3 separate regions of the Mus musculus genome follow, and regions 1 and 2 are each linked to region 3. Evidence: chromatin contacts called from public HiCAR-type and promoter capture Hi-C data. All regions are on one chromosome and are shown on one strand. Each heading gives the region's core, a stretch centred on a gene start, on an enhancer-like site or on the middle of the called end of the contact. The rest is flanking DNA. Distances are from core to core; before and after follow the strand shown. Region 1 overlaps L3mbtl3 (L3MBTL3 histone methyl-lysine binding protein). Region 2 holds the start of Arg1 (arginase, liver). Region 3 overlaps Gm29571 (predicted gene 29571).

Region 1 (4,693 bases), core at 868-3,367, 700 kb before region 3:
CTCTGTCCCATCTGCCTCTTGCCAAAATCTAGAGAGCACCTTTACAGTTATTGCTTGCTTCTAGATACCTTCCCTGCACATCAAATTAGATATAGATATTTTTCTTCCAGACATGTAAATGTTACATTATGCATAGTCTGCCTCTTGCTTCTGTGACATATATACACATTTACCATTGGGTCTTGTTGGAAGGGTTTTGTGGTGAAAGAGTATTTTAGTCATCGGAGCTGAGGAATACCACAAAAATCACACCAGCAACAGACCTCATGCAAGAGATTCGCTGGGGCCTTGGAGAGAGAATGGGAAAAAAAGAACAGCTGACCAGACCATAGTGGCACAGGCTTCATATGGTGGTGGCAACAGTGGAGACGTTGCATTGGCTGTTAGTGACATGTTGATAGCAACTGAATTGCATCTATTTCTATGATGCAGGAGGATGAATTTGAATCCTGACTCTGCATAGCGTCCACACCATATCATCAACTATGTTGTTGAATGCACAGCCTTTCTTGCCTTGTCTCGTCTCTGCTTGTAGATCTGTTAAGAACCAACCTGGAATGGCAGAATGAATGTTGTGGACATTGCTTAGGACATTGTGTGACAGGGAAGTCAGTGCTGCTGGTTCCTTCTTCTCCCTGAGGCCGTTTTAGCGTTGACTAGATGTCCTTGAGTTTGTCAGTTCTTAAATCTCACCAAGATTGTGTGAGAATTTGTTTACCTCAAGACTGAATAACAGTTGTGTCTTTATTTTAATCTGCTCCCCTGCCTTAAGAGGCCAAAAGAACTGATGGCTTCTGGATACCTGAGGGTTTGGGGCTTTACTCCGAGGAGCAGCCCCTCCCTTGGAGCGGAAGGAGGGGTAAAGCCGGAGTCCTGAGCACAGCAGGCTTACCTGTGGGAAGACCCGGGTGTTGAATAATTATCAAAGGAATGGAGATTAGTAGCTCTGGGGGGTGGCAAGGCAGAAAGGGTTGGCAGGAATGAGGAGAAAGGAAGCTAGATTCCTTAGGAACTTTCTTTTGGAGATGGCCAGCATTCCACCAGAGTTGCATTTCTTTCTTTCTTTCTTTTTTTCAGAAGTAGTCTTAATGTATAGAATATGGCCACCTTGCACATCCTCCTGCCTCAGTTTCGTGAGTGCTGGGATCACCAGCAGGGAGTTGATTCTTGCAGCTATTCTTATTCAAGATTCTTATATCGCTCAGATTAGTTTATGGGAAACCATTGCCCCTTGAGGGAATGCAGGCTTAGATTCCTCTAGTAAGAGTACTTTGGTGAGCGCGCGCGCGCACACACACTTACTTGTTTTTGTTTGATGACTCCTTGATTATTATTATTGTTTTGTAAAAAAAAAAAAAAAAAAAAAAACCAAAAAAACCCAAAACTGAGCTCTCATTCATCAGCAACTCCGCGGTGCACACATAAATGAAGCTCCTAGTCACATAAATGAACACTAGTCTGTTTGCTTCTGCATAGCATTCTGGGAAGTTAGAGGCTAATGAGTGAAATCACCAACTGAAAGGAAGAAGGTGTGGAAAATGGTACTAAATAGACAGCATACAGGGGGGCTCATTCACAGAAGGAAGTCCGAAGGGTCCTCGCTAGGTCCTGCTTTGTTACCACTGGCTTCACACTTTTTGGGTTAGAAAAGTTTCAACAAGCAAGTGAATTCATAGGTACATAATTTGTGAACGTTGGAAATCAACTTTATTAATTTATTTGTCCCAGAAGCATTTACTAGGCTAGGTTTGGGTACAGGCTTGGAAGCTTGGGAAAGGTCGATTAGCAAATTGGAAAGGACAAGTCTTACTTCCTAGGGTTAGTCCTTTACTGCAGGAGTTGAATGGCAGTACCTTGTGGGATCCAGGTTTATGGGAGCACATAACACACACACACACACACACACACACACACACACACACACACACACGAAATAAGAGAAAACAAAAGATATTTAAGTCCTCAGACCGGAGAGGAGGCACCAGGTGGGACTCAGGGTCTTGGTGAGAGGGAACATGATAAAAGTGCCTGAGGGTAACCAGGGTAAGAGATAGTGCACGTGGTGGTTCAAGCCCTGGAGGGGTCCTTAGGCAGGGAAGCTGAGACTATAAGAGGTTGTTGACCAAAGTTACATCACTGCAGAGGACAAGAGAGTTGGGGAGGAGAGGCTCCGTACTGACCACAAGGGACTAGAGGCTCTAAATGAGCTTAGCTTGTATGGGGGGAGTGGGGGCAGCTGCCTGCTAGGCAGGGTAGACAAGAGACCTCTGACCCCTCTGGTGGTGGAGGTGGGATTAGCCCTCAGCCCTCCTGAGACAATGCATTCCCCAGTGTCACTAGGACTCCAGATTCTGGGATAAGTGGGTTTAACTGTAAATTTGTATATGCTACATATTGATGAACTTTAATTAAAATGTAACATGAGTGACATTATTCCCTTTTTTTTTTTTTTTTTTGCTTCTTTTTTTTTGGCTCCCACTTCCCAGAAGAAGTAATTGTTAATATTTTGTTATATTCTTTAAGACTCTAATTATGAATGTATTACATATAAATAATTGTACATATATATGTATATATCCATTGTATATCCATGTAAATATGTGTATAAATGTCCATACATTTTTTTTAGAAAGAGATACACACATATATAAGGACACACATAGTTTTCCCACAGAATGCCTCACCTTGTGTAATTTGGTCTGCCACTTGAATTTTAATAGGATGCCTTTAATAGAGACCTTTCCATGACAGTAACTACCATGACTCATTATTGGGAGATCACAGTGCTAGCTCTTCACTAAGCCTCCAGCTCCTTGTGGGTCCTCACCTTTGTGTGACAAGCACCTTACAGCCAAGGCCATCATTTCCTTAACCTCTCTGAGTACATGTCACATGTGATACCTATGCTAATTTATTGTGGTGTGTGTGTGTGTATGAACATATATGTGTATGTATGTATATCTGTGTCTGTGTACATGTCTATCTCTGTGTGTGTATATGTATGTGTATCTATGGGTTTCTATGTGTCTGTGCATGTTTGTGTGTGTATCTGTATATGTGATTTGTATAAGTCTTTCTGTGTGTGTGTATCAGTGTGTCTGTGTGTGCCTGTGTGTCTGTATGCATATGTTGGTATGTGTATGTCTATATATGTATCTCTGTGTATATCTGTATGTGTGTATGTCTATATATATGTGTATGTATCTGCTTGTTATTTTAACTTACTCTACCTGATTACCTATTTCAGGTTTGTGGATATAGGATAAAACTTCACTTTGACGGTTATTCTGATTGCTATGACTTCTGGGTAAATGCAGATGCTCTGGACATTCACCCAGTAGGCTGGTGTGAGAAGACTGGCCATAAGCTCCGCCCTCCAAAAGGTGCTGCTACTTTGTCTCTCAGGCTTTAAATTCAGTACAGTCTTTCTTTCTTAGATGCCAACTCCGAAGCTTTAGGAGTTATTCCTTATGTAGATCAATTCAAGCTAATTGTTCATGATGTAAAGCATGCTTCTTAAAGTCAAAGAGATAAAGGAAAATCTAATTTAAGATACTGAATTATTTTCATGTACTTATTGCATATGAAATAACACCTGAATAATAATGATTCTTTACTATAAACAACTTTTACAAACAGATCTGTCTTCTCTGTATATATGTGTGAATACATATACATAGGTGTATATATATACATATATATACATATATATGTATATATATATATATGTATATATATAGTCTTGAAAAAAAACATTTCAGACATTAGTTTTACTGCTATTTTACTATATAAAAAAGTATTGATAATCCAGATATGGTGGCACACACCTATAATCCTAGTGCTAGCAAGGTGAGGGGATTGTTGGTTAGAAGTTAGTTCGGGCTTTACTGTAATTTCAAGGCCAAGACAGATTAGGGTAGGTAGACATTATTTCATTGGGAGAGGGACAGGTAGGAAGAGAAAGAGAAAGAATACTGAGAAACCCATACCTTGAAAAAGTATTTTACTAAAAATTACCATGCATAGTTAGTTGTTGGACTAATAATTATTTTTTGGACATAGGGATCAAGATGAAAGGGCTCGCTTGTGTGAACCACATGCTTCACGCTGGTTTTATGCCCCCAGCCATGTGGAGTTCTTCACTCTTTATTTTTTATTTTTGAGACATATAGCCTTTTCTCCAAATGAGCTCTTTGCCAGTTTTCCTGTCTCCCGAGTGCTTATAGGAGGCACTATGCCCAAAAGAGTTCTTTATATTATAATCTGTCAGAGTTTTTTTTTAAAAACTGTTTTATAATTATTTTTAAAACTTCCAGCAAAGCAATTATTATAATTTTCAGTCCATCTCTATGGATTTAATCACATTTCTTTTTTTTTTCTTTAAACTTCCTGCAGTGTTGGGGATAGAACTCAGAGCCTTGCAGCCAGTCATGGGCTCTCTCCAGCCCCAAAGATGTTATTTTATAGAAGTTCACCAACCCTTTATTCTAACTAAAGGTTAAAGATAATGTGGGATTTTGAGAAATATAAAAGTCCTTTTAAAAATTCACTTCTTGTGAGGAAATGGGAAAGTTAGACAAGGTCTTGGCTCTTACTGTAATTAGACTCATGGGGGCGAGGGGTTGGTTATTACTCTGGTTTGCCTGTCCTACTTCCGAGGCACTGGAACGGTTACTACGTTGATAGAAGATGC
Region 2 (4,435 bases), core at 1,171-3,670, 710 kb after region 3:
TCAAACTGCCCGAGGGAAGACTTTCAGGAAAAGCCCTGGTGATAAAGTTTAACAGCAAATACCTATGAATGAATGTATAAAGCTAGTAACGGCCGTAGCACTGTTTTCAAAACGTAGTCACCGGCTCACTCTACATTTGCGAGACCCCGACAGAAGTAAATGTAAGGTCAAGCGATTTTGAAAAAGAGGAGCACCAGTTCCTTTCCTGAAGCTCTAACGTCCTCCGGAAGCCCTACCAATGAGGCTGCATGGATTGGTGCAGCCACAGGTGATGAGCCCAGGGCATAGAGGAAACTGGAAGATGGAGCAGCATATCGTTTATAACAGCAACTTGGCATCTGATGGAGATAGCTCAGTGGTAACGTGGGGAGTCTGTCCATTTGGTGCTGGTGGGGAAACTGGGAGAGACAAAGGGGAAATGGAGGATTTAAACAAAATACAAAAAAAAAAAAATGGACGCAACAGTCAGCAATCACTGTGAATAGCAAATTCTTCATGCATCCAAGACTTAAGCCCAGCATCTTTCAGGCAGGAAAACAATCTACCCCTGAATGGCATTTTTCTTCTTTTCTTTTTACCTTTGGGGCAGGTTCTGTGTTGACCTTTGAACTAACCCTATAACCCCAGCAGGTGTTGAACCTATAATCCCCCTGCCTCATCCTCTCAAATAGCTGGAATTTGTGGGCCAGCACCAAGAGGCCCAAAGAAAGAGAAAGTTTAAATTAAATAGAAGAAAATGTAGAGGTATTGACAGGTGGTGGTATCACACACCTTTAATCCCAGCACTCAGGAGGCAGTGACAGATTGCTATCTGTGAGTTCAAGGTTAGCCTGGTCTATAGGGCTAGTTCTAGGGTAGCCAGAGCCACACAAAGAAAACATGTCTCCAAAAAGCAAACAAAAATGTAGAGGTGCACATTTGGGATCTGGGAGCAGGTAAAACTTAAATTCCTAGCTAGCTTCAAATATATAGGAAAATTCTATCTTACATAAATCAATTTTTTAAAAAAATCTATAACCGTATATCAGAAAAACATAGTAAGATGAAAAATATATTTGAAAAGGAGGTATCAAAATGGTCCTGAGGGACTTTGGCTTCTTGATTTATTCATTCAATAAATGCAATACATTTATTCAATCAATAAGTCAATGTTTATTTTGTACTGAACGATTCTATGTACTGATGGTAGAGGGAACAGAATCTTTCTTGAGGTATTAAAATTCTGGGTGCTTTTTGTCCTCACAAGGTTAAAGAAATTTACTTCTGACATGTGGGTTTTCTTTTTAAAATTATAATCATGTAACTTTGTAACTGGGAGAATACTTGGTTGTGTTTCTTCTAAATTAATACTTTTAAAAATATTTCTTTAGTGTTGGGGGTGGCTTTACACAGGGACCGGACCACATCACCCACGTGGAGGTCAGAGATCAACTTGGAGGAGTTGACTCTTTCCTTGCACCAAATGGGTTCTTCGGGTCAAACTCGGGTCATCGGGCTTGGTGTTACCGGCTGGCCTCTCTCATCTGCCCTAGATCTCAGGGGGCCCTGCTGACACTCTGCTGGTGTGTAGATTAGAATCGCGGCAGCTCGGCGGGTGCAGAATGCCCATTGCTCCGTTTCGATTCTTCTGCAACCTGTATGTGACTAGCAACCTCACCAAGCTGCAGTCTCTTCCTGGGCAAAACAGCATAAGAATGATTCTCAGTCTGAAGTTAGTTTAAAGAGGAAACAGGAAGCGAAAGAACATTAACTAGAATAGCACTTGGCACACGACAAAGACAACTCATATTAGCTAGTTTGCTTTCCCTATCTTGGGATATCATGATTCCAAAAATGAGATTTTCCTGGAGACTGTATTTCAAAAATAGAACTGCTTTGGGTTGTCAGGGAAATAAATGATGCCTTCCTGTAAATAATAATAATAATAACAACAACAACAATATAAAACAAAAACCAGCCCCATGCTTTCCTAGACAGTGTAACCTGGTGACACATGAAATGTGTCTCACTTTCCCCAGAACTTGAAGCCTTGACTCAGGATGCTCAACAGGAGGGAAGTAAGAGACACCCCCCCCACCCCCTCACCCCCCCCCCCCACTTGCTGTTTTAGCCTCACCTTGCAAGTCCCCAGTGGACTTAAATCCTGGAAAAGGTGAGCACCCTGCCCTGAGGTGCCCAGGCCGGAAGCCTAGCACTTCACATGAGGTTATGAAATCACACATAATTGTCAATTGTCTGAGGAGAGATTAATGTCATCCAGCTGGCTTTTTCAAAAGGGTGTGAACTGGACGGATGAATAATGCTCAGAGGGAAGAATGGTAGTTCCTCTGATGGGGAGGTTCTGTTGACTCTGTCATTCTTCCATTCGGTGGGCGGAGCCAGTTGTTGGATAAACAGATCCAACCTGATTATAAGGGGGGAAAAAGATGTGCCCTCTGTCTTTTAGGGTTACGGCCGGTGGAGAGGAGCTGGACAGCCCGAGCACATGCAGCAGCAGCAGCCGCTGGAACCCAGAGAGAGCATGAGCTCCAAGCCAAAGTCCTTAGAGATTATCGGAGCGCCTTTCTCAAAAGGACAGGTGAGTTTGGCTTTGAATGACTGGAATTTATTGGGAAGTGTTACATTTTAACACTTGCCAGGCATCGTGGTCTAGCTGCAAGCTGGAAATGTTACATTCTTAACACTTAACAGGCGTTGCCTTGGGGCTACAAGCTTCCCAGCACCATCTGGGCTCCAGGTGCTAGAGCTCAAGTCTCTTCACCACTGTGTGGCATAGTATGCTTGCCGACTTTTGGATCCTGCCAAAGTCCATTTCAAGACAAAGAGTCACTACAAAGCTTGAAGAAAAACCCTCTGGATGTAGATCACCTGTGTCTGGGCTGCAGTTTCTCTCATAGTTACGGTGGCTCTTGGTGCTTTTGATGTTTTCTGAGTATGGAGTGAGAGATTGTAAGAAAACACATTAGTCTGGTTACGTAATTCATGCTTAGAAAAATGTAATGGGTGGTGGTAGGTAGCCTTTAGGCTTGTTTTAATTTGGATAACTTAAATAATAGAGCTTTTGCAAGTTTGCGAAGAATTCATGGTATTTTGAGCTTAATGATTTTGAGTATTAGTTGGGGGGGGGAGATGGGGGGGGAGGTGGGGGGTTTACATCTCTCTTTAAGGAGAACAAATAAAACAATACATCAGGTCTGCACGACTAATGGATCCATAAATCTCTGCCTAGCCCGCCTAAGTGACTCACGCATGTCAGCACTGCCTAAATGCGCTCCTCATTCCCCGTCTGCGTGGATACGCTCAGGCTGCTAATTAGAATGAGATAGCAGGATGCCTTAGGCTCCAACTCTCTGTGTTTAAAAAGGACGGGGGGAATCCAAGCCAAGCAAGGTGGTGTGTGACTCCTGGGTCCTTTTGTTTTACGTGGGGTCTTTCTCTTGGCTTTTAGACTCAGGCAGCCTTTAGCCTTTTAAACTGTGGAACCTAAAGATATAATCTGCCCCCCGCCCCCCCCCACACACACACCCTCTTCACTATACAAATTGTGGAAGGTTGGAGACCCAGACTGTATTTGGTATCAGTAATAGCATTTCACCTTCTATGGAAAAATCTCCACAGAGCTCTCCCAGAACACTAGAATATGGGGGTATTTTGTTGATTCATGATGCCTTTAAAACCACAATATGGCCGGGCGTGGTGGCGCACGCCTTTAATCCTAGCACTCGGGAGGCAGAGGCAGGTGGATCTCTGAGTTCGAGGCCAGCCTGGTCTACAAAGTGAGTTCCAGGATACCCAGGGCTATACAGAGAAACCCTGTCTCGAAAAACCAAAACAAACAAACAAACAAAAAATCACAATATGGGTCTGGATAAGTGGCTCAGTGGTTAAGAGCACTTGCTCCTCTTTGAGAAGACAAGGGTTCAGTTCCCATCCCCCACACCAGACGGCTCACAGTTGCCCATAGCTCAAGTTCCAGAGAACTCAGCACCATGTTCTGCCTCCATGAGCCACCCCCACATGCACACACACATAATGAAGCAAACATTTAAAAAAAAATCCATAATATGCTTACCTGTTCTTTTGTTTTAAAATTTTTACTTTTCTTCTTAAGTGTGTGTGTGTGTGTTTATGTCTTCAAGATTCATATACATTCAGGCACTGGGCCATCTCACCAGCCCTTCATTTATCCTTGAAATGGTTTATAAAACAGACTTGAAAATGATGACAACAACAACAACAATTAAAAAAAAAAAAAGAGGGAGGGAACCCAGGAGGACAGCAGGAAGGAAACAGACTTTGGCCTCTGGGCATCAGCAGAGGCCACCATCATGGTCAAAGCCCTTTTAGGAGACTCTGTCTTCAAATGCCATCTGCTGCCCTCTCCCAGTCTCAGGCAAGCTCCTCTGACAGAGATTCCCCTTAGCTGTGGGCAGGA
Region 3 (4,399 bases), core at 1,747-4,246:
GGGGCTCCCAGGTAGGGCTGCCCCTTGGCCACCCCTCTCCCCCAAAGAGTGGGTCAGAGGCTTAAATGCCCACCCGGGAATGAGTAAAAAGTGTATGGCAACTCTCCCGCACCTGACTGACCAGAACATAGGTGGATCTCTGGCAGGGTGTGGGTCTTCCCTTACCCCCTCTTCCCCAGGGCCCCCTTTTTTAGTTCCTCACAGTTAGTTATGATCTATGTTTTCCACAAATGCTCAGCCATCTCTCCCTTCTAATGCTGCAGTGTTCATTATGGATAGGTGTCTGTACCAGGCCAAGCCAGATATTTCTCTCTCTCTCTCCTTCCCTCTCCCTCCCCTGTCCTCCCTCTCTCTCATTGACTAGGATACTATCACTGTAAGACACCATTCTCTCAATTTTGGCACAAGGTTCACAAACTAATAAGTAAAACATTGCCACCCAAAAGGGCAATCTAAATTGTCTTTATGTTTTTAGGAAGATGATGAACTGTCAGTCTCACTATGACTCTGAAATCTACCACAGCCAGATGCCACTGGCATTAGCAAAATCTCTTGTGAAACAGCCTACAGAAGCCATCAACTAGGGGATGCTGAGAGGGCCAAACTGGTCATGGGAAAACAGGTCCTCTGAGAGCACATGCCTAGTCTCATTGCATACACATTTCCTAACAAACACATTGGGAGCTAAAGGCAGGTAAGTAGTGCCTATATATAAGTATTGGAATCCAAGTGATGCTTAATAGACTGATGCTGGAAACAAAGAGGATCCAGGCACACACATAAACTCAGTTTCGTAAGAGCATCCTGCACAAGACCTATGCAAGCTCCAACCTGATAAAATGTACTCACGGAAGGAGAGGTATGCACTAAGCTCCACGTTTAGCTGAGGACCCATTGTTAACTGACAGCTGCCAGGAGAGGGAGAGTCCATTCCTTTAAGGGTATGCCATGTAAAGAACACCCAGGAGGGAGGCCACACACCCAAGAGTACATAGGCAATACCAATTGGATTCCATGGTTTGTTTTCTTTTCTTCTCTGAATGAGGACACCAAGCTTAGGAAATGGAAATGAGGTGCATCCAGAAGGAGCTGGAGGAAAGAGTGAGTGTGACCAAAATTTTAAAAATCATCTTTGCAAACAGTCAAATAATAATAAACAGTAGTCTATGTATTGTCAAGAATCTCCATGAGCTGGGGACAAATCTTCATGGCGTTAGATGTTTTGGTTGTGTGTCTTCTGCTTCTGGGTTTTCCCTACACAGAAAGGATGTTTTGAAGATCCCAACCGACATGCCGGGGTTCAGCTAAAGTCCTCTGTGGCACCCTAGTTTGAAGTGCCGCCTGATAGGAGGAATCCCAGCTCATTGGTGGCAGCTTGGCACACTCACAAAAGCGACTACAAAGTAACTAAGCTGGAAGTGTCTTCTCTCCTGTTCAATCGTCTCTCCTTCCCTACACATCGGCAGCAGCTCCTGGCAAGAAAGTGAAAACCATTCTCACTGCCAAATGACCTAGAAACATCTTCTGTTTCTTTAAAATCCATCTTTCCTTCCCTGGTTCTGCAAAGTAAGTGTATCACCAGTCCCAAGCTCCGACAACTACCTCAATAACACTCTGGCTTCAAAATGCATACATCTACACACAACGAAGGGTTATAATATGCAGATGCCGACGTTTTAATAGAGGTGATTGCTCCATGAGACTCTGGGTTCCTTTTATCTTCTCACTGAGTTACTTCTTTAATTAGAAAATGGTGGTTTACAGATATTTAGATGGTTTCATATGGAAAAGGATGACAACTATTTCAGAATATGTAGCAAAAATACATAAATCCCAGTAAACACACACAAACATGCTAATGATGACTGCCATGAAGTGATGTTACGGGGAGTCTCTCCCTTTTGTGTCCTTAAAACTTCCTATAATGATAAGCAAATATTTTTATAGAAAATACCATTCTTACAGAACCCAAGGGCACAAAGTAACTTTGAGGATCATAGCCTCACCCGTGGCATAAAATATTTATTGTGTTTTACCACTATACCATGTTTAGAATTTAATAGACTATAAGACTCTACAGAACAAGCCACCTGGTGCTCAAGTAGATATAATAAAACACCCAGAAGTGGTGAGGTAAAATACCAGAGCTGTTTTATCAGGCTGCACGCGCCATGAGAGAGCAAGGCCTGCTTTAATTACCAGTCATTTAAATTTCTGATAGATATTATGGTGAATTTTAAATCTTGTTAATTTACTTTGGCAGCTTGACAACAGGCTCATTTCCAATCCTTTGAGGGAATTGCAAATTTCCCCTGCTTCAATCTGGAGTGAGACAGCATTATTCATCCAAGTGTGTGATGGAATGCCGGGGCTGAACATTAGTCAGGACACAATTGAATGAGTGAGAGACCTAACTTAGGATTTTTATGTTTGAAACCAATAAAGCAATCAAAAAGATCAGCTCTAAACATAAAGTTTTAAGCATGGCCCCAAATCAATATTTATAACCTTTTGGATATAAATAGTAATAATAGAAAGAAATGTAATATAACTGTATGATAAATACTAAGCTGTAATGGACCCTTCCAAAAATCTCTCCCAAATTCCTTAACTAATGTGAGTACCTTCACCATTCCTTTAAAGCTAAGCCTCTTCAATTTTGTGTTTGTTTGTTTGGTTGGTTGGTTCTTTAGAGAAGGAATCAAGTAGCCCAAACCAGCTAGTCTAAAACTCTTTGTTTTTTCTTTTTTGGGTTTTTTGGTTTTGTTTTGTTTTGTTTTTGTTTTTCGAGACAGGGTTTCTCTGTATAGCCCTGGCTGTCCTGGAACTCACTTTGTAGACCAGGCTGGCCTCGATCTCAGAAATCCGCTTGCCTCTGCCTCCCAACGCCTGGCGTCTCAAACTCTTTGTATAAGATCTGAAAGAGTAACCTCAGCTTCCTATTCTCCTATCCAGTACTGGGATAACAGGCCTGCGCCACCACACCTAGGTTGTGCTGTGCTGGAATCGACCCTGGAGTTTCAGGCTGGGCAAGCATTCTACCAACTGAGCCATATCCCACACCCTTCCGTGGTTTTATCATGGAAACTCGATGAAGACTAGAAGCTCCTTTATTTTGCCTCCACCTACTCTCCCAGTTCAAAGCCAGAAACATCTGGAATCTGCTGAACTCTACCTCCCTGGAGAGGACCCAGATGGGGCTCAGGCAAAGTCAAAGAGACTACACATGGTGAAATGTATTCAAAGATGTGTCTGCAGGTGCTTTGAGACTCATAGTGAAGATTTTTAGTTTGTAGGAGAGATTACAAACTTCCAGAATATGGGATCTTCACTCAGGCTAAGGTCATGATGGCTCCTTTGAATATTCATCAAACATGCATATTTATCTCCTGGAAAAGAAACACCCAGATGCAAAAGACATGATAACCCTTTTCTTGTACAAAATGCAAATCAATCTTTTCCGTGCTTATGGTGTGCACAGGTACCCATCTGTTTTGGTACCATGTGGCGTCCTTAACAGCCAATGAGCATAACTTCAAAGGATGATAAAAGTGGTACAGGGTGATCATGTTTCCATTTCAGGTTTTTTTGGAACATAAAATGAAACAAGTCAAACAAAGAACAGTAGGTGAATAAACTTGATACCAAAATGCCCCCTGGTATAAGGATCTTGCTCTCTGATGGAGTGTGTTCCACTGTGTCACCAGCCCTTCTTGTTTTTAGGCTCATCTTGATGACATTAAGTGTCTATATACACTCTGCATTATTCAAAACTGACAACCTGGAAAAGCTGACAACACACAGGAAGAAACAGGCAGAGTGGCTCATCACATTCATTCATTTCCTTTTCTGACCCTCTGGTCTCAGAGGGCTCTCAGCTAACAAACAACCAAAGCAGAAGAGTGCTCTGGCTCTATCTCCAAATAAATAAATCAAAGCACAAATACAGATGTAAATAAACCACACACTCTCCATGCTGGAGCATCGATCTTCTTGCACTATTAACTTGAAACAGGTAAAGTTTAGATGTGGTGTGCCAGCTTTGGAATTTCTGAGAGATTTAAGGATAGATTCTACTGGTTTAGGTGGACTACTGGTTTATTTAGGAGATTTCAGTTCCTGAGTTAACATAACTAGTTACCCCACTATAGCCTGTCTGGATTCTTCTTTTATTTGGGGTTTGGGCTTTTGGTTTTTATGCAGTGAAAGTGCTAGTTAGCATCAAGTTAAGGCTCTCCTTTCCCTGTCGGGAACTCTCTAGTCTTTGCCGTAAGGCCTCTTCAATCCCAATTTGACTGAGCACTGGCATCTCCTGGCGAGATCAACAGATAAAAGTACCCATTGCTGGCCTTTGTATGAACAGTAAATTATTCAGCGACCTAGCCCATAAATGATGTCC

What was found. Promoter capture Hi-C pulls out the DNA fragments that hold promoters and counts their contacts. HiCAR-type assays count read pairs that join an accessible place to other places.
Region 1: a HiCAR-type map of embryonic stem cells shows a contact between it and region 3, with 7 times the contacts expected there. The contact joins two enhancer-like sites. A contact is called at or near these places in 1 of 15 datasets of contacts at CTCF or cohesin (the NIH/3T3 cell line), 2 of 484 Hi-C or Micro-C datasets (cerebral cortex and cortical neurons) and 3 of 115 datasets of contacts at active chromatin or transcription factors (all in embryonic stem cells).
Region 2: a promoter capture Hi-C map of embryonic stem cells shows a contact between it and region 3, with 2.3 times the contacts expected there. The contact joins the promoter of Arg1 here to the enhancer-like site in region 3. A contact is called at or near these places in 4 of 39 promoter capture datasets (the C10 cell line, embryonic stem cells, pre-B cells and 1 more), 1 of 484 Hi-C or Micro-C datasets (liver), 1 of 115 datasets of contacts at active chromatin or transcription factors (embryonic stem cells) and 1 of 9 other capture datasets (embryonic stem cells).

What each region holds. Positions count from the first base shown.
Region 1 is chr10:26,330,510-26,335,202 of GRCm38.p6, reverse strand. It overlaps L3mbtl3 (L3MBTL3 histone methyl-lysine binding protein), which reads left to right. Exons shown (of 22, transcript NM_001359254.1): 10 at 3,248-3,383. Among named protein-coding and RNA genes, the nearest start is that of L3mbtl3, 41 kb to the left of the region's middle. Within about 2 kb of position 2,117, at least 14 of the 459 cell types and tissues checked have an H3K27ac peak or open chromatin away from gene starts, as enhancers often do. A contact at or near this core is called in embryonic stem cells, where this site is marked.
Region 2 is chr10:24,925,455-24,929,889 of GRCm38.p6, reverse strand. Arg1 (arginase, liver) reads left to right here and starts at 2,420. Exons shown (of 8, transcript NM_007482.3): 1 at 2,420-2,578. The coding sequence starts at 2,522. Gm40616 (a long non-coding RNA gene) reads right to left here. Exons shown (of 4, transcript XR_001779741.2): 2 at 4,073-4,435; 3 at 2,117-2,928; 4 at 1-398.
Region 3 is chr10:25,631,173-25,635,571 of GRCm38.p6, reverse strand. The region is part of intron 3 of Gm29571 (predicted gene 29571); the gene reads right to left. Among named protein-coding and RNA genes, the nearest start is that of Gm36908, 12 kb to the right of the region's middle. Within about 2 kb of position 2,996, at least 8 of the 459 cell types and tissues checked have an H3K27ac peak or open chromatin away from gene starts, as enhancers often do. A contact at or near this core is called in embryonic stem cells, where this site is marked.